Regions from separate parts of the Mus musculus genome. Here all the other regions are linked to region 1. The links are chromatin contacts, called in public HiChIP or PLAC-seq and promoter capture Hi-C maps. All regions are on one chromosome and are shown on one strand. The core of a region is the stretch at or near the end of the contact, and the rest is flanking DNA. Distances in the headings are between cores, read along the strand shown. Region 1 holds the start of Dock1 (dedicator of cytokinesis 1). Region 2 overlaps Fank1 (fibronectin type 3 and ankyrin repeat domains 1). Region 3 overlaps Fank1 (fibronectin type 3 and ankyrin repeat domains 1). Region 4 has its middle 6.7 kb from the start of Gm36356.

Region 1 (6,829 bases), core at 2,105-4,604:
TGTTGTTAAGGCTACCAAAGAGAAGGCTCGAGTTAGTATGGGGGATCTTTAGTAACTCTCCCTTAGGGAGAAACAGCCAATCAGCCTGCATATAAGAACTTGCAACCTCCCCAGGGAGCATCTGTCCTATGAGCCACTAGGATCCTCCCAGTACAGACTGTCAGACACGCAGAGAGCTGGGGTGTCCCCCCAACTCTGACACATGGAGACGCTAACCTTCAAGGTGCCTTCTGATGCCTGTTACACCCAAGCTCAGCTGTCTTATCCCATCCTGGTGAAGAGAGACACGGGTCCACTTTCTCCTACACCCGACAACCTTTCACACTTTTGCTCGAATTTCCTGGCAAAACCATCACCTAGACCAACGGTTCTCAACCTGTGAGCATGGCTCCGGGTGTGGGGTCACATGTCAGATATCCTGCATATCAGATATTTACATTATGATTCATAACAATAGCAAAATCACAGTCATGAATTAGCAGCAAAATAATGTTACAGTTGGTGGGGGTGGGGGTCGCCAGAGCATGAGGAAATGGGTTAAAGGGTCGTAGCATTAGGAAGGTTGGGAATCACTTTAGTAGTTCTCCTGTGAGAACTCTGCAAAAACAGTTTTGAGATTAATGCATTAGCAAAAGACTTGATGTCAGAAGTCACATCCAAGAGTGCCTTTGGGAGGGTGTATGGCTTCACTGAGACAGCCACAGCCTCTTGGGCTGCTTGCTTCCCACCTCTGGAGAGAGACCCTCCTGCCCCTACATAGGAATGTCTCCCCAACTTCTCCAGGTAAAGCCACACTACAGAACTACAAAAGGCGCACTGGAGGCAACATCCATGTCTCTAGGGGACGTTACAGCAAAATGTAGTGCCACCACCACCCTACCTACACCCCAGCGCTGGATTGATATCTCTCTCTCCCTCCCTCCCTCCCTCCATCTCCTCTCTGTCTTTCTCTGTCTCTGTCTCTCTCTCCCTCTCTCTCTCTCCTCTCTCTCTGTCTCCTCTCTGTCTCTCTCTGTCTCTCTCCCTCTCTCTCTCTCTTCTTCTCTCTTCTCTCTCTCTGTCTCTCTGTCTCTGTCTCCCTCTCTCTCTCTTCTCTCTCTCTGTCTCTCCTCTCTGTCTCTCTGTGTCTGTTTCCCTCTCTCTCAAGTGAAGTCCCCACACCCAACAAAAGAACTCACAGTGTTTCCACTGCTAAATGTTTTCTGGCCTTTTGCTTAGAAAATACAGCTTTTTTCCTTTTGAGATACGCTCCCACGTAGCGCAGACTGGCCTCAAACTTATTATGCTGCAGAAGATGAACTTCAACTTCTGATCCTCCCAAGTTCCGACTTTACTGGTATGCACCTCACTACCACCCTGCACTACAAACTAGGTTTGGACTAACTGCCCCCCCCCCCGACACCCCCACCCCCACCCCCAACCTCTCCCAAGCCATTTTCTTTCCTATCTACAACCCTTCATTCCCAAGGCTGCTGAGGTCTCCAGCCTGCCTATTTCTTTCTCCCAAATGGCAACAAAACAGTCTTCCAACTTAAAGGGAGTGGAGGATGCTGGGGGGGAGGCGGGGGGGGGGGGGCGACGACACGACCCACCAGATGTGAGGATGCATGCCTTTAAACCTAGCAATCAGGTGATAGAGACAAGTAGACCTCTGTATGAAGCCAGACCAACCAGGGCTACATAGTGAAACTCTGTCCCCCCCCCAAAAAAATAAACAAAAAAAAATCAAAGAAATAGACTCCCCTCCCCAATAATCCCAAGGCACCGTGGCAGTTGCAGCAGAACAGGGATGAATGTGAACCCACTGTTGCCAGGGTTCAAACCCAGCAGCTCCCATTACTATGCTACAAGGGTAAAGCACAGGGGGCAAGTTTCTCCACTACCCGGGAGTCCTCTGCAGGGCCCTCCTTCCTCAACTGCACCCCGACTATCTGGCTTTCTGCTTGCCCCTGCCACTCTTCTAGCTGTTCTTTCAACAGTCCTGGGCAACCCCAAGAGAAAACCTCCCACACCCTGAAGCCATCCTAAGTAGGACCCTCATCCCAAATTAAATAGATGGGACTCTAACAGCCCTTCCCAGCTCTGCCATGGGCCTCTGAAAGGTCGGCCAAGCACAGGTGGAGCTCAGCTCCAGTGTTCACAACGCAGGGAAAAATCCTCCAAACCTGGGTGTGGGCCTAGAGTGGAGGTAGGGGCCCTAGGCTTCTCCAGCCCTGCCCCCATGGCCACCATCTCCTACTTGTTACAGAAATAAGTAACTGGAGTTCAAAGGAAGGACACGGCCTTGTAGACTGGAGTCTCCGGGAAGCTTTCAAAGACAGCGGGCTGGGACATGAACTAGGCCTGCAAGACGGTGCTGAAGGCATGCCTAGAACAGACAGCTGCTGAGAAAGTGCCCCAAGGCAGCCCTTAGGGTGGAAGGCAGCAAGCTCCCCTAAATGCTTGCTTGCAAATCCCCAAGAAATGCCTGCTTGCAAGTCAGAGTCTCTGCTCAGGTGAGGCTGGGCGTCAGAGGATCCTTAGGGAAAAGAGAGCAGGAGCCTGGAAACGGAATGGTCAAATCTGGAATGCCAGCGAGCCCTGAGGCCTAGACAGACCTGACTTTTGATGTGGGCTAGCTGGGGGGCGAGACAAGGTCTGCAGGGCTCTGGGACTGTCTGGCCATTGAGGAAAGCGGGACTCCTTGGATCAAAAGTAAGCTTGCAACCCTACTCCTTCTACCCCCTAGGGAAGCGACAAAGGCAAAACCAGGTCCCCGCCCTCGAGGTCCGTTTCCAGAGCCCCGGGGACACAGGAGCGCCTGAGTGTCCCCTACCATCCAGGGCGGGAAAGGCGGCACCGACCCAACCCGGGAGGCGCAGCCACTCCTCACGCGAGAAAAGGAGGCTTCACAGATCCGAGCGCTGCACAATGAAAAGTGTCCACCCGGAGTCCCGGATGCCAAACAGAAGTTTCCCGAAGAAGCCAAAACGCACACAAACAATGACCCCGGGAGCCCCGCGCACGCAGGAGCACACGGGACTACGACAGAGCGAATGCGCGGGAATGAGGAGCACGGTGGACCCCGGAGGGTCCCCGGGTTCCCCACGCGGGCTCCAGCCCCGGGCGGGCCGGGCTCCGCACCGCGCGGCAACAGGCTGGGCGCCGCGGCGGGGAAGTTGCGCGCGGGGCGGGCGCGGGGCGGCGCGCTGCTCACCCACGCCGTACTTCTCCTCTCGCTTGGTGGGGACCCAGCGCGTCATGGTGGCGCTGGCCGCAGCCCACTGGAGCCGCCGCTGCTGCCGCCGCTGCTCGGGCAGGAAACTCTGCGCCTAGGCCGCCATCTTCCATTCCTTCCCCGCCGCGACAGGATGGGGAGGAAAAAGTTTGCGGCGGAGGCGGTGTCATGTGGGACGGGGCGGGCGGAGCGTCGCGGGCCGGATGGGAAAGGCCGGGAGCGCCGGCGAGAGGCGGGACGGCGGCCGGCTGTAGCCCGCCCAGGCGCGCGTGCCCTGGGGCTCGGCCCGCCGGGTCCCTCGAGGGACCCAGGCTGCTTCCCGGAGCCCATGGACGCCCTGCATGCTGCAGGAACCGTGCAACTCACATCCTCTACTTTCCACTAAACACCGTGCACCTCGCACCTACTAATCTGCACTGTATGGTCCTCACCCTGCACTGTCTACTCTGCACCGCATCCAGCACTCTTTACCCACACTCTACTTTGAACACCGAGCACCCAGCATCCCAAACACTCTGCACTCTGTACCATACAGGGTACACACATACACACACACACACACACACAACACACACACACCACGCACACCATCCTGAACACTGTACCCTGCACCTCACAAAGTGCTATCTTTTCACACACAAGCGTGCACGCGCGAACACACACACCACAAATCCTTATAGCCCTCTAGGCCTGGATCTAACACAAATAGTCAGACACCACACATGTACTCACTGGTGTGAAGTGCGGAAACCCCAGTTCTGACCTGGTGGAGAGCGTTGGAGCAGAGCTAGGAGTTCATCGTAGTTCATTCATTCATTCAAAGTGGGCACCCATTTTGCCAGGGTCTGAGCGCATTGAGCGTGCCTAGTAGCTGATGGGAGTGGTGATGTACAGTCAGCACTGGTAAGAGAAGCCTAGGAAAAGACTTTGCAGCCCCTGGGTGTTTCTAACAGCCCAGATCTCTTTGGGTGTTGAGGGTCTGGAGCAGCACAATGAGGCTCCTAGTTTGCAGCAACTTTGAGGCGTTCAGTAGGAACTGGGCCTGCTGAAGTGGGGAAAGAGAGGAAGTGGGAAGAGAAAGGAAGCCAGTTCCAGCTTAGAACAAGCAGCTCCTAGCAACTCTAATCTGAAGGAGGCTGGTCTCAGACTCACCCAGTGCCAGCCACCCACAAGTGCAATACTTCCGATTTCTTCAAGGCCTGCCCATAGACACACCCTGAGCGTTCATTAGAATCCAAGAAAAGGTTAAAACTAAGGGGAGGGGTGCAAGGGGACCTCGGGTCCACAGCAAGCTATTAGAAGGGGCAAATGAGATTGCATATTCTACTGTGTGCCCTCTCTTGCATCCTAGAAACAATGACAAAGACACCAGCCTGGGAATCTTCAAGGACTAAAGGAATGAAAGTTTAAAAGAATGAAGGCTACATTGTGTAAGATTGCATGTCAGAGCCAGAGAGGGGCCAACTCAACTAGAATTGGAAAGGTCAGGTGCCTACCTGCTGTAGACAGGGCCACCCCAGCCTGGAGCAGTTATATCAACCCGTCCAGAATGCAGCTTAAATAGCCAGGAGCTCCTGGATGGGGAAGGTGAGAGAGAACCTCCCCAGTTCAAGATAATATACAACTAAGATTTCTAGCAATTCAGCCACTGATTCATAGAAAGTCACAGGCTCCTTTCACTGATAAGGAACTTCAGTCCCTCAAAAGGGAAGCTGCCAGGGCTCACCTCCCACGTGGCCTCCAGCATTCACTAAAATCCGAAACCTCAAGGGTTCAGGCCTTGAGGGTGGGGTCCAGTAACTCACCTGCTCCAAAGAGAAGCAACCAAAGGTGCTAACCAGAAGTGGGGTGCTCAGAGTCAAGTGCCTGGCCCACTTTAGGTCAAAAGAGTTTCCCTGAGAAAACTGTCTTAAGCCTGGACTTTAAGGATAAGCAGAAATGAGTAAGGGGAAGTGGGGAATTAAGTGGATGTGCAAGGGGCCTGGGGTGGAAAGAAATGCTGGTTTTTAAAGGAAGGAAGAAACCAGTAAGGCTTATTTAGACGTGACCCACGGAGATGCTCCTGGATAGAAGGGCTTTCTAGGTCTTCCTGGGATTTTGGAAATCCATGAAGAAAACCAGGAAGATGGATTTCAGGAGCACACATATTATCTTCTGTGCCTCATTTCAGTTCTGTTTTTGAGGCTCCATATGAGAGCAGATGGCTTGTGTTGAGAACAACCAGGCGCCTGAGATCCAACAGTCCTTGAAAGCATGCCCTGCTGTGGCCAGCTGTGCAGTCACTCTGCTGTTGCTTCTGCCTCATCCTCCTGGTGCTAAACCTCAGGGTCCTGACGGCCCCATACGTGAACCAGGACTGCTGGCACCAACCTCATGGGACATCCTGAGGCTCTCCAGAGAGTGTAGCTATATAAATCAGCAGCAGACCCAGAGCTGACGGCCTCCTGTCTCTCCCTTCCTCCGTGTTCATTGTTCAGTAACCTCAGGGTACACATTTTCACTCTGATAAAAAATGACTGGTACAGGAAGCTAGGGAAGTGGGTCAGTGGGTGAAATGCCCAATATGCAAGTTTGGATCCCCCAAATTCAAAAAACAAAAAACAAAAAACACACAAGCATGGCAGCACACACCTGGAACCCCAGATGGGGAGCCAGAGACAGGAGCTCATTGGCTAGCCAGATTATCCCAACTCATGAGATCCAGGTGTAATGAGAGACCTAGCCAGCCATTGAAGAATGCACTGACGTGAACCTATACCTGCACATGCACACATGTGCACATATATCTATGTGTGCAGGAGCACACACCTATACAAACATATACATACAACACACATCCTGGCTTAATCTGGTTTTGATTTCTTGTAAGAATGTTATGCTAAAATAGACTTACAAATCAGAGTTTTAACTTTATGTTACATTTTTATTTTATTATTGAAGGGAGGGATCTGCATCCTTGGAGGTCAGAAGACAACTTGCTGCAATCAGTTCTCTCCTCCTATATCCCAGATATCAATTTAGAGGTCAAGGTCTTGACAGCAAGCAGACTTGTCTCATTTCACTACAGACTTACACTCATTTCTCTGGCCTGTAAGTCAGTTTTAAAACTTCAGGTGAGCCATGGCCATGTGTTGGAGACAATGTGGCTGGAGACTTGTCCATATGCCCATATTCCTTGAAGCTCAGAGATTGGTCATCACCCACGGGCAGGCATAGTCACATCTTGTGGCTCAAAATATCACTATCTCCTTGTCCTGTGTGACCACACTGGTTCAGTATTCGTTGGTTCCCTGAGCCTTGGGATTGTGGCAGTGGCATTTTGAACTCCTGACTCATAGCCACAGATCTTCTGCCAGGCCTCATACCTCTGCCAACTGGCTGCAAGGCCCGGAGCTCCTGAAATCAGTGATGGATCTCATCCTCAGCTAATGTAACCACAGGGTAGGGAGCCAGGGCTGTAGTCCACCTGGAAACCCATAGCCCAATGGCCCAGCTGACGCATTGGCAGGAGCACAGACTAGCAACTTCCCACTGAAACAGGGGGCTGACAGAATCAGGGATCAGCACAACAATATTAGTTTAAAATCTTGATTTTTTAAAAAAAATTTTTTA
Region 2 (6,829 bases), core at 2,989-5,488, 870 kb after region 1:
AGAAGGTGATACAACAGGAAGAGAGCAGCTGAGACGCCCCTCAGAACTGTTGCAGACACAGAGAACTGAGACACTGTCCTAAGACCAAAGAGCAAGCTTCACAAAACACATCACGCAAGCAAGTCAATGGAAGCACTGGCATGGGGACCAAAAAGCCACGACTGTAGAGAATTGCTTACAACAGACCCAAATGGAATAGCCCAAATGTGGATCAGGCAGGACAAACCACACCACACCGTGGTACGACAGTAAAATGGAGCCTCCAGACACTCAACCACAGTGCCACACAAAGGCAGAGTGGCAGGAAAGGAGAATTTGTCTGTGGGTAACGAGTTGGGGTAGAAGTAGGTATGCATGGGGACACTCGCCTCAGAGCAGAGGCTCATGGGTCTACATGATTTTAGGCCATCCTGGTGTACATAGTGAGCAGCAAGATGGCCAGAGTTACATAGACAGACCCTGGCTTCACTCTTGGTCAGTCATGTGTCCCTATCATATAACCCTTTCTTTAACATTCAATGAAGTCACCTACAAAGAACTTTTCCCTGTTTTACTTCAAATCAGTCTGCTTGCCTCTGTCAGCTCCCATTGTTCCTGCCTCCATTAGAAGACCTGGTCAGCACTGTCACTCCTAAGACCCTAAAATAAAATTATTTTACCATTTCATAGCTTGACTGGGACTCAGAACCCAGAACTAAACAGACAAAGAATGGTACACTTTAACGGAGAAAACTAAACAAAACTATCCCTTGGAGAAACAAGGAGGACATAAATGGACCAATAAGCTGAAGTCACTTTAAAATTGACCTTTAATGGCCTTGAGAATCCCAAACTTTGTGAAAACTGATGAATCAATTGTAAAATTCAGCAAAAGACCAAGAATGGCCAAGATCCAGGGAGAGGAAGCAAGAAAGGTTGATAGAAAATTTTGTTTCATGAATGATGTAAGTAAAAGGCCAACAAAATTAGCATATACTCTTCCGAAATCCCAAAGCACCACACAAAACAGCCATATGCATGTGCTAAACATTCCCTAGGGGGAGCTTTATAAAGTATACACTTTTTAATATACTCGAAGTTGACTTTTATACAGAAAATGTGGTACATTTACACAATGGAGTACTACTCAGCTATTAAAAACAATGAATTCATGAAATTCTTAGGCAAATGGATAAAACTAGAACATCCTGAGTAAGGTAACCCAATGCAAAAATACACACATAGTATGCGCTCACTGAAATGTGGATATTAGCCCAGAAGCACGGAATAACCAAGATACAATTCACAGACCACATGAAGCTCAATAAGAAGGAAGACCACAGTGTGGGTACATCAGTTCTTCTTAGAAGGAGAACAAAATACTCACAGGAGCAAATACAGAGATAAAGTGTAGAGCAGAGACTGAAAGAAAGGCCACCCAGAGACTGTCCCACCTGGGGATTCATCCCATACACAGTTACCAAACCCAGACACTATTGTGGATGCCAAGAAGTGCATGCTGAAAGGAGCCTGACATGGTATCTCCTGAGAGGCCCTGCCAGAGCTTTACAAATACAGAGGTGGATGTTTGCAGCCAACCATTGGACTTAATGCAGGGTCCCCAAGAGAGAGGTTAGAGAAAGGACTGAAGGAGTTGAAGGGGCTCACAATCCCATAGGAAGAAAACAATATCAACCAACCAGTCCCCCCAGAACTCCCAGGGACTAAGCCATCAACAAAGGAGTACACATGGCTCCAACTGCATATGTAGGAGATGATGGCCTTGTCAGACATCAATGGGAGGAGAGGTCCTTGGTTCTATGAAGGCTGGATAGATGTCCCATTATGGGGGAATTGAGGGTTGAGAGGTGGGAGTGGGTGGGTGGGGGGAGGAACACCCTCACAGAAGCAGGGGGAGGGAGGATGTGATAGGGGGTTTCCTGGAGGGGGGGGGAACTCGGAAAGGGGATAACATTTGAAATGTAAATAAAGAAAATATCCAATAAAAAATTTGATTTTTAAATAATATAAACTCATATGAAGGAAGGAAGGAAGAAAGGAGAGAGAGAGGTACTTGCAGGGAAGAAAGGAGAAAGGGAGAGATGGAGGGAGGGAGGAAAGGAAGGAGGGGGGGGAGGAAGCACAAGCTTCACCTGTACAGCGTTGAGTGGGCTCTCAGATTGGAGCTCTGGCTCCTAGCAACCACGTCTGCATGTGATGGACCCGCCCAGGGAACGGATCTCAGGGCCCTTTCCTTTTCCACTGTAGTCAGTGACTGAGCCCACACCTGACACATCCGCTATGTATGGTCATTGTTTTCAACAATGTGTCAACGTTACCTATAAATCACAGAGAGGAGAGGCAGGGATGTTTCCATGGCCTTCTGCCAAAAGCAATCACTCCAGGCTGCTGGCACACTGCCAGGCGACTCCAGGAGGTGGCATTACAATGTTTTGGTTTGGTTTGAGTCTTTGAGAATGAGACCTAGTATGTTACCCAGGCTGGCCTTGAACTTACAACCCTACTGCTTCCACCTCTGGGATTATAGGTATACACTAGAACTGCTGGCTTGAGATTTTAAAGCAAGAAAAAAACAGTTTTAGAAAAGACAAAAATCTCCCTTACCTAATAAAGTCGGTAAAATGTGCTGAGCACATAAATTTACCTGGACATCTCGTGAAGATGGCTGGGAGGGAACATTTAGTCCAACGTCACATCAAACTCGTCGAATGGAGCTAACATGCTGGCTCATCTCTAGACTGGAAAGGCCAGACACCACTGGATTTTTCTCCCTCTCAAAGGCTCAGAAAAAAAGGCAAAGATGCAGGGCCATAGATGGTTTCTCCTGCATATCCTGTCACCTTTGTCACTAGAGCTTGAAGCTATGTATTATAATTGACAGTGTCCCTCAACAAAGAGTCAAAACTCACATAATGAGTTAAAACCATTAACCAAAAGCACAGTCAGAAGGCAAGAGGTGGCATTCTTTTCTGAGCCAAATTTCCCCCTTTATACCACAATGTTTCAATATTTTGCTCCAGTACTGATTATAGTATTAGAAAGCTATTCTCTTATCATAACACTGTAATACAATGCATACAATACAATGCATACAATAATGACTATGTTTGATGCACACACAGTTGGGAATCTCAGCACTCAGGAGCTAGAGGTAAAAGGACCAGAAGTTCAAAGTCATCATGGTTCTATGAGTTCAAGGCCAGCCTTGGCTACATAAAACCCCATCTTGATAAATTCATTTTTAAAAGAACATTAAGTTTAGTCAATCTTTTAAATTTCAGAACTTTCTGATTGTTATAGTCACAAATAAGGAATCTGGAATAAGCAGTCACAAAAGCATTGATACTGAGAGGACAAATCTTTTACGTTCAGACTCCATTTTAGACCTGACCTAAGTCTGAACTCACGTAAACCTAGCCTTAGTTTCCTAGATGCCCTCCAACAAAACCTGAGCCTAGCTCCAGTCTCTGGGCTAATTCCCAACAAGACCAGCGCCCCCAGGTTATTCCCCCAACAAACCTGTACCCCGCCCCCAGGTTACAAGCCCACCCCCTGCCTAACCACCACCAATGTAGAGGGGAACAGAAATTAATTTTATGATATGACTCCCAGCACCAGCCAATTATGTTAAAGGGCACAGTAGCTTTCCAGTTAGATGCTTGCACACTCGCCCCCCAGCCCCCAGTTGCTGCTTACTATAAAGCCTTGCCCCAATAGACATTCAGGGATCCCCTACCACCAAAACAGTCCCATGTGACAGTGGTGTCCTGAGGGGTGGGAGTGGGGGGGCAGCTAGCTCAAATAGAATAAAGACCCTGCTGTGAGTTGCATCAGCTCAGCTCCTGTCTGTTTTTTTGGGGAGATCACTAACACTTCCCTAGCAGTACAATATAATTTCAGAAGTAAAATCACCTACCTTTTGGGGATGGTTTTAAAAAGTTAGCTCAGGTGTTAGAGAGACAGCTTGGGTTAAACACAGCTGTTTTTGCAGAGGACCCAAGTTTGGTTCCCATCACCCATACATGGTGGCTTAAAACCATATATAACTCCAGCTCTAGGGGATCTGATGCCCTCTTCCAACCCCTGCAGGCACACACATAGTGCACAGACATACATGCAGGCAAAAGACATAAAACAAAACTAAAAGAAAAAATTGTTTGCTGTCTCAGACACAAGGATGAAAGAAAACTATGGATGAAAACAGTTCTCTAGAAGCTATGGTGGTTGGTTGGCTGGGCTCGCATCTGTGACTCACCTCTGAGACATCTGCTGTCTGCAAACCCCAGCTCCTGTTTATAGTGGCCTAGCAGAGTAGCCCCTTCCCTCCGGGTGGGTTAGTCTCTGTGTTACCTTTCACCCAACCACAAGGGATTCCTTCCCTTCTCCCTGGGCGCTTTTCTCCATCCCAGCCAGGTCAAAGGGGAATTGAGGTAAAGGGGACCCTCGCCCCCGGATCATGTGTAAGCTTTAAATGCTCCCCTGGGCTGTGATGGCCAGCTCTTATGAAGGTGTCCTGTAGCAACTCATCGTCTTCCATGGGCTGAGATTTAAAGTGTAACTCTCAAGATCTCTGTTTCACACCATACCTGGAAATCCCTTCAAAGTGTCTCGTCCATTCACCTCTCTTCTAAGAAGACTCACTATTCTGGGGATCTTCAGTTGTCTTCACTTTTATTTTTCTCAGACTCTACTCCGGGATTTCTTCTACCCGTGTGGGGAGGAACATAACAGGATACAGAGAGGGCAAGACACTGTGAAGACCCACGTCCTAATCACCCATGGTATTTTGAGCCTCAGTTCAAGAGCTAGGCATGTTTCTGTGCATGTTTTAAGGACTGGTTGGGGCATATAACACCCTGAGTGTTTTATAAGGGCGACAAAGATATTAAAACATTTAACATGTGAGATAAGGAGATGCCCCTGGGGGTAAAGTGCTTGCAGCTCAGATGTTAAGGATCAGAGTTCAAATTTCTAGAACTTGAATAACAGCCCATATTCCTGAGACAAGATGGGAGGAGGAGACTGGAGAAGAGTCCCAGGAAGCTCAAGGGACAGGCTTATACTTGGAGTTTTAATGGCAGATGAGAAAGCCTGCTTCCAACAAGTTGGAAGGTGAAGACTATAACCGAGGTCATCCTCTAACGAACACATACACTGTGACCACACACTCTGTGGCAAGCGCTACTCACACTCATACACACAAACACTCCACACATATACACATGCATGCACAAAGAATTTCTTTAAATTAGGTACCATGGGCACATGAGATAACTGCATTGCCATCAAGAGCAAGAACAACTATCACCTCTCTCTACAGCTTTGCCATCCCCAACTAAAACTATGCTGATAACAGTCAAATCGGAGGGGTAGGTAAGGGCCCTTAGTGCACTCACTTAAGGACCCAAATCCACACCCCCTACACCTTTATGTAAGAAGCCAGGGGTGGTAGGCCTGCCTGGGCTGTGGATGGGAGCAGAGACAGAAGGACAGATGGCTGGGACTTCCAGGATGCTAGCTTAGCTCCAGACTCACTGCAAGGCCATCACTCAGGAAATAGGGTGACACACGAGAGACACTGGTTGTCCTCCTCTGGCTTCTTTGTTCCCTCTCTCCTTGTCAAGTCAAGAAGGACGTCCAAAAAGGAGGCCAAGAATCTTTTTCTGGGCCTGAGAGATTTAAGACAAGAGGAAAATTGCCACACAGATACCACGAAGGACACTGTTACCAGAAAGACATTTTTCAGAATCTAGCAACACTGGGTAATTGTTTGTTTGTTTGTTTGTTTGTTTGTTTGAGACAGGGCTTCTCTGTATAGCCTTGTCTGTCCTGGAACTCACTTTGTAGACCAGGCTGGCCTCGAACTCAGAAATCCGCCTGCCTCTGCTTCCCGAGTGCTGCACCACCATGCTCGGCGTAATATTTTTAAAATATCAGACAGACCAGTTTTTCCTCCTGACCCGGACACACCGATAGACTTAGCACTTACCTTTGATCTGATTTCTACCTCCACACTTGTAGCCTTCCTGCTCATCTCCCCTCAAGAAGCAGCAAGCTGCGCGCTCTCACAAGATCTCTGAGCTCCAGCCTACCCTGCCTCTGGGCAACTCTGGTTTACTCGGCCTGACCCTGCATTTCCTGGTTTGCAATTTTCTACAACCAAGAGATCCTCTGTTGCTTTTATCTGAGCTCACCTGCATCTCCTGGATTCCAGGACCTACTAACTACCTTAGTGTGACTAAATGAGACAAGATAGTAGATGCCAAAGACTGACCCCACACAGAAGGAAAAGAAATCCCTTGGGTATCTGGCCAAAATCTAGAAACTTTAATACCACTGATGAAATCAAACTGCCTACAGATACAGCCCTTATCTTCCGAGACACTTCTTGAATGAGGACATTAAAGCAGACTCCTGCTGCATCTGACCTTGACCTTTAACCCCATTCACCTCTTCTCATCCATGAATCCAAACAATGCCCCTGAGAAAAGGGCCTTAGTTTATTTTTATAAACGTGAGTGTTTAGTCTGCGAGAATATCTGCACCACACACATTCCCAGTACCCATGGAAAGAGAAGGGGGTCTCAGATGCCCTGGCACTGGGGTTCCAGACGATTTTGAGCCTTTGAGCCACCCAAGTTGAGTGTTGAAAATCAAACCTGGATCCACTGAGCTGTTCTTTCCACATCCCCAGTTTCATTTGTAGAGGAAATTCTTTAAGGACAAGTAAACTACAGGGCACTGTGGCCACATGTTTAATTCTCTAGGAGATTGAGGCCAGCCTGGTCTACAGAGTGAGTTCTAGGCCACCCAGGACCCTTTCTCAAAA
Region 3 (6,829 bases), core at 3,130-5,629, 820 kb after region 1:
CATTTCCCATTTCTGACTCCATTGTTTAAGCACCTCTGTGCCTTGTAACTACGGTACACATCCCTGATGTGCTGGTCAGTCATTCCAAGGGAAATGATTGTGTATTCTCCTTGCCAACATTCCACACATCTGACCAGCTGCTCTCTCAGCACCCGACACCTCCTGCAGTATGGCTCTGAAGAAGGCAGACCTGCTCTTGTCTTGCCCATGCTAGGACACTAAGTCACACTGCTAACAATGTTCTATACCCTGGTGCCATATGAAAGGTCCTATCTGAGAAACCAGTGACTTGCATTTACAGAATAAAGCAGCCTGGGAGCCCCCACTTCCTAGCTTTATTTTCCAAATACCTATATATTTGGAATACACAATAAACTGGCTCAGACTGGTCTAAGTATGTGCTCTGAAACACTCAAAAAACCTTACTACAAGGCATGTCTTGCAACAATTAGGTAACATTATGTATAAATGATGGCATCTCTCGGGCAGTGGCATGGTTTACAGTGGTGAAATGGAACTAGTTCTGCATATCAGCACAGTTGAATCTCAGAATGGACGATGAGGAAATGGGTTCCCAGGGGAACAAGCCAGCTATTAGTCCATCAATAGAAAGCTGTACCAAGCAGCAGCAGTGTTAATCACTGATGAGCACACTCTATAGGGTCTAAGTCAGACCACCAAGAGAGGGTGGAGAGATGGCTCAGCTGTCAAGAGCACTAGCTGCTCTTCCAGAGAACCTGGGTTTGAACCCTGGCATCCACATGGTGACTCACAACCTTCTGTAATTCCAGTTCCTAGGGGATATGATGCCCTCTTCAGGCTTCCTTGGGTACTGCACAAACATAGTTCCACAATATATGCAGGCAAAACATGCCATCTACTAAAAAATAATAATAATAATAATTTTAAAAATATTGAAAGAGGCAGGTCCACCACCATTAGGGGACAAAGGCAAGGTGAGGGCAGGAAGTAGTCTCTTTCTTTACATTACTGTGAGATTTGTTTATGAAAAGAACTTGGAATGTCACATATATTTGGGGGCATTACTATCTGTAATATTTTGGATGAACACATCTGGGAGGAGCTAAGGGGCCACACTGGTCTGCCAGTTCCGGCCATTGTCCTCAGTCCTAGCCCTGTGTGGCTGGTGAGTACAGTAGCTCCCACGGTAGCAGCCAATGCCTCTGCTAAGCACTTTGCTTGCCTTTTCAAACCCTGTGATGTCAAAGTGCAACAACAGCCGACAGTTCCAGAACCCCCTCAGCACAACTAAAGGCCAACTCAGATTTCCAGTCCACTAGAAATCAACACAGACAAACAATCCTAAATTAATCTTACATCCCAAAAGGGTCAAAGCAGATGGTGCACGGTAAATCCACAGGAGTCAAGTTGCCATTTCAACTTTATTACCAATTCTTGAAACTCATGTCCACTGAGCAATGGCAGACACAAATGATGAGGCACCTCCCCCGTGAGCTTGACTCAGAACCACAAGGTCCACTGCCACCAGACCTGGTCACACACACCCTGGCTCCTGATAAGAGTCAGACTCTCATGACTGCTCACCATCACTACAGATCTGCACAGGGCCCAGGCAAGGCGGAGGCTTGGGAAGTTTGTATCATTGTCCTTATTTTAGAAATGACCTGGATGCAATGGTGCTGTGCCCAGAGACGGCACTCATTGCACGTGAGTGTGCACATGTGTATACATATATGTACATGCTTGACCCTAAATGCCACTGCTAGTCAAACTAACCCAACCATCAATGGATTAGCCACTGTATTTTTGCTTTCACACTAAACTTAGCAAGATGCATCACCCCATGACCTCCTGAGAAATGCATGTCCTATCCCTGCCTTTTCGTGCCCCTCTTCCAGGCCCCTCTTCAGGTAGACACCCAGGTCTCACACTGCTAACACTGTATAACCCCATCAAGTGTCCCTGTCATGACCCCAATGTCTAAGTCAGGGAGTTTAGACCTCGGTTAACTCCACCTATCCCCACCAGCAAAGCTTACCAAGTGTCTACTCACAGGCACTGCTAAGTTCAGCCAGGAGCTGGGAGAGCTTAAAACTAAAGAAAGGTATAAAGTAATGATTTTTACTATCTCCATCAAAAGCACAGAGAAGTTAACCAACCCAGGCAAGGTCACACAGTGTGGAAACGCAGATGCTCTGGCGCTAACCCTCTCTGATCTCTGCTCTCTTCTTCACAATGCAGATGTAAAATTCAGCCCTGGGATGAGAAATCCTTTATTGGCTCCTTCTCCAGATCTCCTAAAATCATTCATTTATGACCAGGTTTAACCCTTGAACTAACTTGAACCCCAATGGGATTTAAAGATAATCAAGAAAAGTTGGCCAAAAAGAAAGGAGGCAAGAGAGGCCACGCAGGTGGATGTATAAACTACAGGATACACAAGAGGAGGGGGCCAGGCTGCTCCTCAGCACCCAGCAGGGCAGCAACCGGACTGTAGGAAATTAGCCCACAGAGAGGAGATGGACTATGCCACGAACAAGCTATGTCAGAAACGCAGATGTGTGCTTGACTTTCTACATCATTAGTGTGTTAAACAACAAATTCACAAGCCACACCACTCTTCGTGGCTTTAACACACCAAATGCCTCTGGTTTCACTCTGTGGTCATGACCTCCAGCAGTCCTAAGTCCTCGACTCCCAGCTAAACAACTAAGGGCTCTCAGGTCCCACATTGCATTTCATGGGTTACAAAGAATTAGGTGTCAAACCTGGGAGAAATGGCTGAGCTGCCTATTTGCCCAGCCAGCCTCTCTCAGGATGACCTGGTACAGAGTCATCCTGGCTGGTGTATCCCACCCTCTACCCTAGGCTCTCCAGCCCAGGGGCTAGGCTATTCTTTCCCCAGCTATTCTCCCCTATATGACCTCAGCCATTTTGGCTGTCAGCCCTTTTGGTCTCTTGGTCTCCTGTCCATCCCTCCTCACATGGCACAGTTCAGCCTGTTGGTCATGTTCAGTGTGGACTCTCCCAGATACTTCTGCCAGTGTTCTCCCTTATGTTTATAATAAAAACCTCAACCCCTTAGTCACGGCCTCCATTCACTCATTCATTCATTCATTCATTCATTCATTTATTCATTCATTCAGTTAGTTAGTTAGTTACGTTTTCATTCATGAATGACTAAGAAATGGATGAGAGGCTACAGTCAAGAGGGGCTGTCCTGAAAATAGAAGCAGAAAGTGATACAGGACACAGGGCAAGGCTCTGTGAGAAGCTTTATCAACAGAGCTGTTCAGGAGGTAGAGTTGTCAAATGCAGATTTGGGGGTGGACAGTTCTGTCATTGAAGTGGGGCTAGTGTCACTGAAAGGAGAAACTGCTCTTGGACGGAGCCCAGGGACAAAGCCTTGCTGTGGCGGGTTTCCTGGATGGAGCTCATGGTGAGAGGTGAGGTGACAGTGCTGCCTGCCACATCTCAGTGTAAACTGGCTTTAGTACTAAGATGTGGGCAAGTCCCTCCACTTGAAAATCTGACCAGCTAAGCCTGAGATCAAAGCTAGAAGTGCAAGCATCCATGACTGCAGCCGTGGGTCTGCCTTGAGGTCTAATCCACTGGCTGGGTGCACGTCCCACCTCTTCCCATGGCAAGGATAGTAAAGGCCAGGGCCTGGCCTTGGGAGAGCTGTGACTTCAGATACTAAGAAGCCAACCCTAACGCCACTGCTGTCCCTGGTCTGTGACATGCGTGAGATGCCACTGCTGTCCCTGGTCTATGGCACGCATGAGGTACCCTGTGTCCCCTTTGTGTGACAATACTTGATTAGCTTCCTGCTGACTTTGTCCTATTGTATAAAAGTTTCCTGTTAACTCTCTGCCATTTCCCCAGGCAAAAAATTTAAGATGCTGACTTAATAATATTCCTTGGCATAAAGGCATAGCTTGTACAAGACCTTCTGTCCCCAGTTTTCCTATCTTCCTTATCTTACCCGCTGGTCCTCTCTCCTAGGAACCTGTCCCTGAGGAATGACCTACTGGTCCAGGGCAATATCCAGTCCTCCCCCTTCTCCCTCCCACCTTCATGGCATTATATATATATATATATAATATACATAATATTATATATATATAATAATTATATATATATATGTATAATGCCATGAAGGTATACACACACACACACACACACACACATATCCCACTAAGTGCAGTTAGTGCTGCCTGCATATCCATGGGTGTAGGACCATCTACCAGGGCACAGGCAGCCTACCATCAGCTACATGCAGCCCAAAACAAGACTCCTTCTCCCTAGCAGCTGCCAATCACCTAGCTATAGCTCTTCAGCTAGGGGTGGGGCCTCCAGCCATGCAAGAATGTGGACTGGCTGGTTTGGCGAGAGTCTTTTGCTCTTAGATAGTCACACTGCTGTGGGTTCCTGAATTGGAAGACAACATAGGCAGAGGGCAGCAGTTCACAGCCATTCTTACATTCTTTCCACCCTTTCTTCTGCAATGTACTGAGCCTTGAGGATCAAAAGCTAACACTTTTAAAAAACTCAAACACTGACCAGTTTACTATTTGTTGAGCCAAAATGTTTGTACTCAAACTAACCCTTTTACTACCAGAAATGCTCTTGTGGGCACTGTTTTACAAACTCTGTCCAAGTGTTGCAGAGTATATGCAGCAACAACATACGCTCCTCTGAATGCAACCTGGATGCTTTATTCATTCGTTCACTTACTTAGACAGGGTCTTGTGCATCCCCAGGCTGCCCTCAAACTAGCTATGTAGTTGAAGCTGACCCTGAACTTTTAACCTCCCACCTCTACCTTCCAGATACTAATACAGCTGTGCACCACCTGGCCCAGTTTATTTGGTATTTGGGGTGGAATGCAAGGCGTCCTGCAGGCCAAGCAAGAATTTTGCAGCCAAGGAGCTAGAGAGGTAGCTCAGAGGATGCAAGCATATAGAGCTGTTGCAGAGGATGCAGGTTTGGTTCTGAGCACCTGTGTTGGGTAGCTCACAACTGCCTGTATCTACAACTACAGAGAGATTCATAGTCTGATTCTGGCCTCTGTGGGTTCCACACACATGTGGCAGACACATGGATACACACAAACACACACATATCATTAAAAGACAAATAATAAAAGAATTTGAAAACTGAAGTACATCCTTCAGTCTCAATGTTCTGTTTTTATGTAGAATACTTTGGTGTAAGTATTGGATCTTCGAAAAGTGTTTTTTGTGGTATGTACTCATTGATACGTGGATATTAGGCCAGAAACTCAGAATACCCAAGATACAATTCACAGACCACATGATGCTCAAGAGAAAGGAAGGCCACAGTGTGGATATTTCAGTCCTTCTTAGAAGGGGGATCAAAATACCCATGGAAGGGAGATACAGAGACAAAGTTTGGAGTAGAAACTGAAGGAAAGGCCATCCAGTGACTGTCCCACCTGAGGATCCATCCCATACACAGTTACCAAACTCAGACAGTATTGTGGATGCTAACAAGTGCTTGCTGACAGGAGCCTGATATAGCTGTCTCCTGAAAGGCTCTGCCAGTGCCTGACAAATACAGAAGTGGATGCTCACAGTCATCCATTGGACTGAGCACAGGGTCCCCAATGGAGGAGCTAGAGAAAGGACCCAAGAAGCTGAAGGGGTTTGCAGCCCCATAGGAGGAACAACAATATGAACCAACCAGTATCCCCAGAGCTCCCAGGGACTAAACCACCAACCAAAGAAAACACAAGGAGGAACTCAAGGCTTCAGCTGCATATGTAGCAGAGGATGATGGCCTTGTGGGACATCAATGGAAGGAGAGGCCCTTGGTCTTGTGAAAGCTCGATGTCCATGTGTAGGAAAATGCTAAGACGGAAGTGGGAGTGGGTGGGTTAGTAAACAGGAGGAGGGGGGATGGAATAGGGGGGTTTTGGGAAGGGAAATGAGAAAAGGGGATAAAATTTGAAATGGAAATAAAGAAAATATCTAATAAAAAATTTTTAAAAGAAAGGAAGAAAGGAAGAAAGGAAGAAAGGAAGAAAGGAGAAAGTGTGTTTCTCGCTGGGAGGACTCACTAAGACCAGAACTTCCCAGCAGTGAGGAAGAGGAAGGCCAGAGTTAGAGCATGCCCAACAGTGTGAGCTAAGCCATCCCTTTGATAAGTAGGAGAGGCTGCTGAGGATCCCCTCTTGCCAGGCCACAATCTCACTCCCAGTGACAACCCCACATGTGCAAAGGGGGCCACAGCAGCTTTGCTTTGAGGAAGGGGACTGAAAACCACCCAAGTGGCCAAAATGAGTTACAAATGGTCTGTACACTCAGATACTATGTAGCCATTAAGATAAAGTTACAATTCACTCATTCTAAAAAATAACTGGGAGGTGCAATGTGCATAAAGCTAGGCTTTAACCTCTGTGAGGGGTGTGGAGACGGCTCAGTGGGTAAAGGTGCTTGCTGCCAAGCCTGACGGCCAGAGTTTGAATCCCAAGACCCAAATGTTGGCAGGAGGAACTGACTCTGATTTTCACATATATCATGGCATGTGTGTATGTACACACACACACACACACACACACACACACACACACATACACAAATACACACATACACAAAATGAATGGAGTTCTAAAAATTAAAATAAAATCTCTATCAGGGAAATGAAACAAAAGGAATAGAACACTGAAAAAAAATGACTTAACTAGCAACAGCCAATTTTTTAAGCGTGGTTGGTAGCCTGTGAACACTTTTTGTACTTGGTGTGATCTACTTAGAGAAGGCGAGGTACCGGGTAGGTGGAGCAGTCAACACCTCCACTCTGCTTTGTGCTTATGCCCTAAATG
Region 4 (6,829 bases), core at 1,911-4,410, 810 kb before region 1:
ACAAGGCTCTCAGCAAAGGACTGACTTCGTATTTCCCACCTTCTAGAACCCTCAGGCAAAACAAATGTGTTTTCCGGGTGACCCAGTTTCATGCATCCTGTTATAGCAAGAGTGGAAGCAAAGACATTTATTTGGGTGTTGTCAGCGCTGCTCTGGGCACTTTGAGTATGAGCTTCATTGTCACGGTAACTGTACACAGGAGGTGCCGTCATTACCTGCACTTCCACCTGGGCAACCTGAGGTCTGAAGAGGTACATTGTTCTCACAAGGTTTCACAGACATCTAGGAATGGAAGAGAAAGGAGGAGATGAGGCGGCTTGGTGAGAGCTCTGTGAATCAGGGCCGTCCTTCAGGGAAGGATGTGGCCAGATAAACTTGAAGAATCTCAGGGGTCATACTTGAATTTACCTCCTGGACCTTTCCATCTGACTTGCCTGACTCACAGTGAACCCATGACCCACCAGTATCTACCTCGCTGGTGTTGGGTCCATGTATACGTGTCACCATCTTTTTCACACAGTTCACTCTTCTCCTTTGCCTTCTCAAGGGTTCATGGCCAGCACACGACCACTGCACAGACGCTGGGGTTTGTGTCCCACTCCCAGTTGACCTTCTTGGTTTGAAAGCCACTGGCCTTCGTTGGCGCCAGTCGCATGAGTTTTGCCTTTTGCGAAGAGCATGCCGGCAAATGCAATGTTCTCTGGCCTCTTCTGAGGGCAATTTGCCTGAACGTGGTCAACCAGTGGGGCTGCTGACCTTGAACTCAGGCACATTTACCCGGAATGCAGACAAGACGACCAGGGTTCCTTCCATCTCCAGTACCTGTGTGGAAAAGATGGTGACACGGATACATGGACCCAACACCAGCGAGGTAGATACTGGTGGGTAACTGGGTTCACTGGTGAGTCAGGCAAGTCAGATGGAAGGTCCAGGCCAATGGGAAACCCTATTTTGAAATTCAAGGTGGAGGGACTCTTGATTCCTCAGCTCAGATTGATTCCTGGCTACTCCATGAAGGCTCCCCCACACTTGCGCGCGCACACACACTTATAATACATACAAACTACACATACATATGCACACACAAAAACACTTACTGGCAGTAGGTGTGCTGTCTACCAAAGCAATCTGCATGGCAGTGCCACCTTTCACCCTCCAGGCTTTATGGAAACTCCTTCCCCTGCTAATCCTTCAGGGGCGACTTTAGTTACACATCAGGGTGTGAAGCAATCTCAGCCTTACTCTGTGGAATGGTTTCTTCCCCGACTCGATGAACAGCTGCACTTAAGAGACAGATGGCTCCCGAAGATGGGGAGATTCTTTCCCACATCCCTATCGACCTGTGCTCGTTGATTTACCCGGCTGCTTGGTGAAAGGCCACACTGTCAGACCTTAAATCAGCTCACAGTGACACCTGCCAGCCCCCCTCATCTGTCTTCATCTGTCACTGGTGAGTTCTGGAAAAGGCAGTTGTTCCTGTTGGTCCCTACTGGATGGGTGCTTCTCTGAAGCCTCCACACGGTTCTGTGATGCTCTCTCCTCAGGCTGCTACCTGGCTGACAAGAAATAGGCTTATCTTTGCTGCGTGGGTGAGACAGAAACAGTGCTGTTTGCACCTGAAATCTCTCCTCCCTCACTTCTAATCTTTAGGGGGGAAACTGACATTCCTGTTACAGAGTAAAAGACCGGGGGGGGGCATTTTAAAGGTATTTTACTTTATGTTTGAGATGATCCCAGCTAATTTGTTTGAAAAGTGTAAGCAGCAAATTGTTATTTGCTCTCTGTCTCTGTGTCTGCCTTTGCCTCTGTCTCTGTTTGTATCTGTCTGTCTGTCTGTCTGTCTGTCTGTCTCTGTCTCTCTGTCTCTGTCTCTGTCTCTCTCTCTCTCTCTCTCTCTCTGTGTGTGTGTGTGTGTGTGTAGATCAAATGTCTTTCTTAATCATTTCTCCACATTAGTTTTGGGAGACAGGGTGGCTGACTTACCAACAAGCCCTGGACACATCTGTCTCTGCTTCCCCAGCTCTAGGTTCCAGATGTGTTATTATTATTACTATTACTATTATTATTATTACCTGTGTGTTGGGTCATCTTACTTTCAAAACAAGCACATTACTGCTGGGGCCATCTCTCCAGCCCCACGAAGTGAACACTTAGACCCTCACGGTCTCCAGAGCACTAATCTCCATTTTCTGGAGCATTGTATTAGTAAAATTTCTTAGCCCAGACTCTGTTCTCAGCAGCCTCCTGTCACAGGGGAAGGACCTCGGGGACAATGGCAGAGATACTCAGCAGGCAAAGGCGGGCACTAAAATGTGTCCTTTTTCAGGATGATGGGACCATCTTTAGCGTTAGGAAATGAATGCGAACACTTCGAAGGTGACAGTTCATGAGCTGAGTGATGCTTTGAAACAGACCCAGAGGTAGTGTCCCACATGTGCACTGTTCTCAGAGAGGCTGCTGGGGCAGGTAGGGGGAGGAGGAGAGAGCATGTGACAGTCAAGGGGAGGCGCTGGTGTGGCACAGGCCCCGCTGGTGTGGTGCGGGTCCGCTGGCTCTGGCTCTGTTGCTTGCTTCTCTTCCTATAAGATGTGGACTGGGCAGACCCCTTAGTGCTGTATTTTCCAACCAGAGGCCAGGACAGCTCTGCCAAGAGACTGTCACCACCAAGACACCACTTTCCCTTTGCAGTGAAGTTACATACCCTCCTTTAAGTTAGACTCTAAAGTCTAAAAGAGGGTGTTTACATTCCAAAAGCGACAGTGACCTCTCCACCCTAGAGGCACATTCACCTGTACACCACCAGAGGGATTTCCTGGGGTGCCTGCCTTCAGCGTCTGCCCTCTAAGAAAAGAGTCCTGGGAAGGAACAAACCGACTCTCCCTTGGAAGGGGCGTTTTGGCAAGTGTCCAAGGATAGCTCTGCCTGCCATTTCAACAGGATAACTTCATCAGCATTTCTCCAGCACAGCTTTGAGGGTTTGAAAAGCTTGTTAACAAAGAGAGAGAAGGAGAAAGGGAAGGGAGGGTGAAGGCCTTTCCTGTTGTATCACTTTAAACAGAAAAACAGAATTCGGCGGGCGTGGCGGTACACATCTACAATACCAGCATTCAGAAAGCGGAGGAGGCAGGAGGACCACTAATTTGAAGCATGGTTTGGCTACGCAGCAAAACTCTGACTCAAAATAGTAGACAAAACAAAAGCAAGGGCTGAGAAGATGACTCAGCAAAGTGCTTCCCGTGCAAGCATAGGACCTTGGCCTGATCCCAGGACCCATACACAAAGTTAGGAGTAGTGGCCTAACCTAGTGTTAGGGAGTTGGAGCCAGGCAGAGCCCCACACAGATTCCCGGGACTCAGTGGCTCGTCAGTCTAGCCTACTTAACAAGCTTCAGGCCAGTGAGAAACCTGTCTCAGTAAAAGTTAGACAGATGAAAAATGATACCTGAGCTTATTCTGTCCTGGACACGCCCGCCCAACACACACACACACACACACACACACACACACACACACACACACACACCACATTTGTAGTCATATGAACATCCATACAAACTTAGAGAAGAAAAATAAGTCACCAAATCAGATCAGTCCAGCTGTGTTGCCACCAATAACACTAGATACCACCTGACAGTCTGCAGAGCCCAGAGGGGCTGAGGTGCTCCAAACTTTCTAACCTTAGAGCCAATTAGATCATTACGTTAGCTATGTTCAAATATCCTTGTCACTTCTACAAGGGAAATGACAGCCCTCTCCCTATTCATTTTTCTGAGCTCTTTCAGACATATGTGTGTGAGAGAGGCCTTAAATAAGGAGACATGTCACCGGATGCACAGACGTGGTTTTGTGACTTTGTTTGTGCTGAGACCTTGGGCATCCTGTGACACTCACCGTGTCAGAGACCATATGGCTGCAAGGAAAAATTAGGCTAAATTAGTAAAAGGACAAATTTTGTCATCTGTCAAACCATATTTCATCTTGTATCATGATCACAACTCTAGAGTTTCAGTGTCTCACCCAAAACACTTCAAAAACCAAAAAACCAAAAAACCAAAAAACCAAAAACCAAAAAGAGGACAAGGCTGCAAAAACCAGACAAGACAGCTCGGACTTGGCGTTCCTGTTTTTGTTCTGCACATGAGAGCAGAGGGCGGTCTCCCTTCTGTCTTCACCCCTGTGCCCCAGGAACATCTCCAGCCTCCTGCCAATTTTTAAGGACTCTGGATGTCTCCAAAGTCCTTTTTGGCATCATCCAAAAGAGCTTAGCTCGGGGTTTCTACCGAGACGTTGACTGTGAGTGATCAGATACTATGATGGTGTGTAGATGTGTGTCCCCGTAGCATCTCCACTAATAAAGCAACAAGAAACTGCTTTGCCAGATCTGTCAGCTGCCTGCCATCACCTTTGTAGCCAATGACAACCACGTGAGTGGGTTTTACAGAGGTTTCAAATGGTGGCCAGGGAGGCTGGCTGTAAATAGAAGATCTTGTTGGACAAAAGTCTATAGGTAGGTTTATAACTGGGTTCTAAGCCTTGATATCTGAGGCTAGATCATTCTCTGTTGTGGAACTATCTCCAGCACAACATCTTCAGACCATTCTCTGTTGTGAGGCTATCTCAAGCGCAGTATCTGCGTGTATGACCTCTGTCCACTCATCCCCTGTCCACTGCTTCCTCCTTTAGCTGTGGTGAGTAGATAGGTCTCCAGACATTGCCAAGTGACTCAGGTGATGACCCTGAGTGAGATCTATAGGTGTAGCTGTAGCATTTGTGTATACATGTGTGTGCACCCACATGTGTTGCTGGTGATGAGAGATCAGATTTAAATGTCCACTGGTGTCCCAGCTTCTCTCCTGAGATGAGGTGATTACCCATAGAGAAGTCTCTTTTTCTTGCAGCAACCTTAGGAAGATTCATCTCTTGTGCTCTTGAAGCCACAAGACTCACCCTTCCTGCACAGCTGCACCTTCTGCCTTGGAAGCCCCTCCCCCTTGGAAGCCCCTCCCCCGACTTGCACTGCCCAGGGCAACTCTGAAAATGGTGATGGGCATTGACAAAAGAAGACAGGTGAGCCCTGGAGTGCAGAGGGACTTTCCCAGGACCCCGGGTCTCCACCTGGGGCCCTGAACCAACTCATCTGGTCATTTCTGTAGCTTCACTTTGTTGATTGTTGAAGAATGCGCCTGGGGACACTGGCTTCTTCCTGTGCACTCTCTGGAAAGGGAGTGCTTCTTGAATTCCTCAGGGGAGGGGGCAGCCTGGTCCTAATTACAGACCTAGCAAGGGCCCACGGCAGGTTTCTTTAGAGTCAGAGGTGGAGACCTAGGGGCTCCAGGCTCTTAGAGCCAAGCATGCTCACAAGCCCGTGCATCCAGTCACCATATCCTCACTCCAGACACCGTCCCAGAAGCTGGAGGGAATCAAGTCAGTGTCTCACTCAGTGTTTCAGCTCTCCGCAGACTGGATGGGATGGATGGTTTGTCTCTCTTCCAACTGCTAATTCCCTTCTGGCCAGTGGCCCTGACCCTCTTGATCTCTGGCCTTTTAGCTTGGCCTGAGCATGCTTATTCACCTCAAGGAGGGCATCTCAGGGTAAAAATACCATGGCATCTGCCTACCCAGGGGCTGGCCCTTCCCTCCCACAAACTCAAAAAACCAGAACCATCTACAGTTAAAGAAAGAATACAATGAAGGAAGTAAGAAAGACATCAGCTAAAGGCACTTGCCACCAAGAGGCTCTGACATACACAGACAGACAGACAGACAGACAGACACACACACACACACACACACACACTAAATATGTGAAATACATTTTTGAAGAGGTATGGGGAGTCCTGAGCAGTTGCAAACAGTACCTGCTCACAGAAGTGAGACCTAGGTTTGAGACCCAGTAGGGACTCAGGCTGATGATGTACAGCTAGGGGGTGGGGTGTGGGAGGAAGTGAGCTGGCAGGCTCAGATAGATCTCAGGCATTCTCATTGATCCATCTCCTTCCTGCTACAATTCATGTACCACCTGCTCTGCACCAGGTGCCAGACTCAAAGTGCAGGAGAGAAAATCCTTCTCTTCAGGAGCCTGAGGCTGAGTGAAGCAGGTGGACAGACCAGCATCACCCCTGTGGCCTTACGTGGCCCCTGGGGAGGTGGTAACATGGCTTCTTTCCTCTAAGGAACCTTCCTGAGGGTAGACACCACAGTGAGCCTGTTTGTGACTGAGGGACAAGTGGGAGAAGAAGGAACTGAGGGTATCAGGTGTGGCTTTGGTTGGGAGAAGGAGGGATAAATGGCCAGAGATGAGATGAGCCAGGGGTCGGCAGATAGTGACTTGACCTTTGACCCCTGGCGGAGTTAGCCTAGTCCTCCACACGACAGCAGAGCAGAGTTCAGTGTGCTAGGCAAAGGGAATAAAGAGAGCTCTGTTCTTCTCGAGGGGGAGGTCCTGTAGGCTCTGCCATCTCTCCGTAGGGTTAGAATGGCTGTCGAGAATCCCAAGGCTCATGAACAGAGCAATGGTCATGCCAACGAGGAAGAGAATGCAAATGTTTTCATGGAACTTTCTTCTCTGCTTCCTGAGCCCATGTCTGTCCTTATGGCTGCCTGAAATTGTTCAGGGTACAAAGGACAGTAGAAACTTGGCACCCCCAAAAGGGGGCAGCAGCATGGCAGGTTATGGTCTAGGATCGAGGAGGAGGAGGATGTGAGACAACATAAATAAAAGTCCAGGCATTCTGCTGTCTGAGGTTGGTATTTCCCAGTGGGTCTGGCAGTTTGTCTGGCTTTCCATCCTGAATGCTGGGTCAGCAGGTCCTAGGAAGCCTTTAGTGGAG

What was found. Promoter capture Hi-C pulls out the DNA fragments that hold promoters and counts their contacts. HiChIP or PLAC-seq counts read pairs in DNA pulled down with a chosen protein or histone mark.
Region 2: a FOXA1 HiChIP or PLAC-seq map of pancreatic cancer cells shows a contact between it and region 1. The contact joins the enhancer-like site here to the promoter of Dock1 in region 1. A contact is called at or near these places in 3 of 39 promoter capture datasets (cranial neural crest, embryonic stem cells and liver) and 4 of 115 datasets of contacts at active chromatin or transcription factors (the NIH/3T3 cell line, cardiomyocytes, kidney and 1 more).
Region 3: a contact with region 1 is called in a promoter capture Hi-C map of stem cell-derived epiblast-like cells, with 2.7 times the contacts expected there. The contact joins the enhancer-like site here to the promoter of Dock1 in region 1. A contact is called at or near these places in 9 of 39 promoter capture datasets (the 3T3-L1 cell line, 3T3-L1-derived adipocytes, cranial neural crest and 4 more) and 6 of 115 datasets of contacts at active chromatin or transcription factors (the NIH/3T3 cell line, embryonic forebrain, embryonic stem cells and 2 more).
Region 4: a contact with region 1 is called in an H3K27ac HiChIP or PLAC-seq map of embryonic stem cells, with 4 times the contacts expected there. The contact joins the enhancer-like site here to the promoter of Dock1 in region 1. A contact is called at or near these places in 2 of 39 promoter capture datasets (embryonic stem cells and hippocampal neurons), 1 of 484 Hi-C or Micro-C datasets (embryonic stem cells) and 4 of 115 datasets of contacts at active chromatin or transcription factors (embryonic forebrain, embryonic stem cells and forebrain).

The regions. Positions count from the first base shown.
Region 1 is chr7:134,667,212-134,674,040 of GRCm38.p6, reverse strand. It overlaps Dock1 (dedicator of cytokinesis 1), which reads right to left and starts at 3,354. Exons shown (of 52, transcript NM_001033420.2): 1 at 3,197-3,354. The coding sequence starts at 3,242.
Region 2 is chr7:133,797,555-133,804,383 of GRCm38.p6, reverse strand. All of the region lies in intron 1 of Fank1 (fibronectin type 3 and ankyrin repeat domains 1), which reads right to left. Among named protein-coding and RNA genes, the nearest start is that of Fank1, 24 kb to the right of the region's middle. Within about 2 kb of position 4,238, at least 9 of the 459 cell types and tissues checked have an H3K27ac peak or open chromatin away from gene starts, as enhancers often do. A contact at or near this core is called in pancreatic cancer cells, where this site is marked.
Region 3 is chr7:133,844,916-133,851,744 of GRCm38.p6, reverse strand. The region is part of intron 1 of Fank1 (fibronectin type 3 and ankyrin repeat domains 1); the gene reads right to left. Among named protein-coding and RNA genes, the nearest start is that of Fank1, 71 kb to the right of the region's middle. Within about 2 kb of position 4,379, at least 13 of the 459 cell types and tissues checked have an H3K27ac peak or open chromatin away from gene starts, as enhancers often do. A contact at or near this core is called in stem cell-derived epiblast-like cells, where this site is marked.
Region 4 is chr7:135,475,837-135,482,665 of GRCm38.p6, reverse strand. No RefSeq gene overlaps it. Among named protein-coding and RNA genes, the nearest start is that of Gm36356, 6.7 kb to the left of the region's middle. Within about 2 kb of position 3,160, at least 55 of the 459 cell types and tissues checked have an H3K27ac peak or open chromatin away from gene starts, as enhancers often do. A contact at or near this core is called in embryonic stem cells, where this site is marked.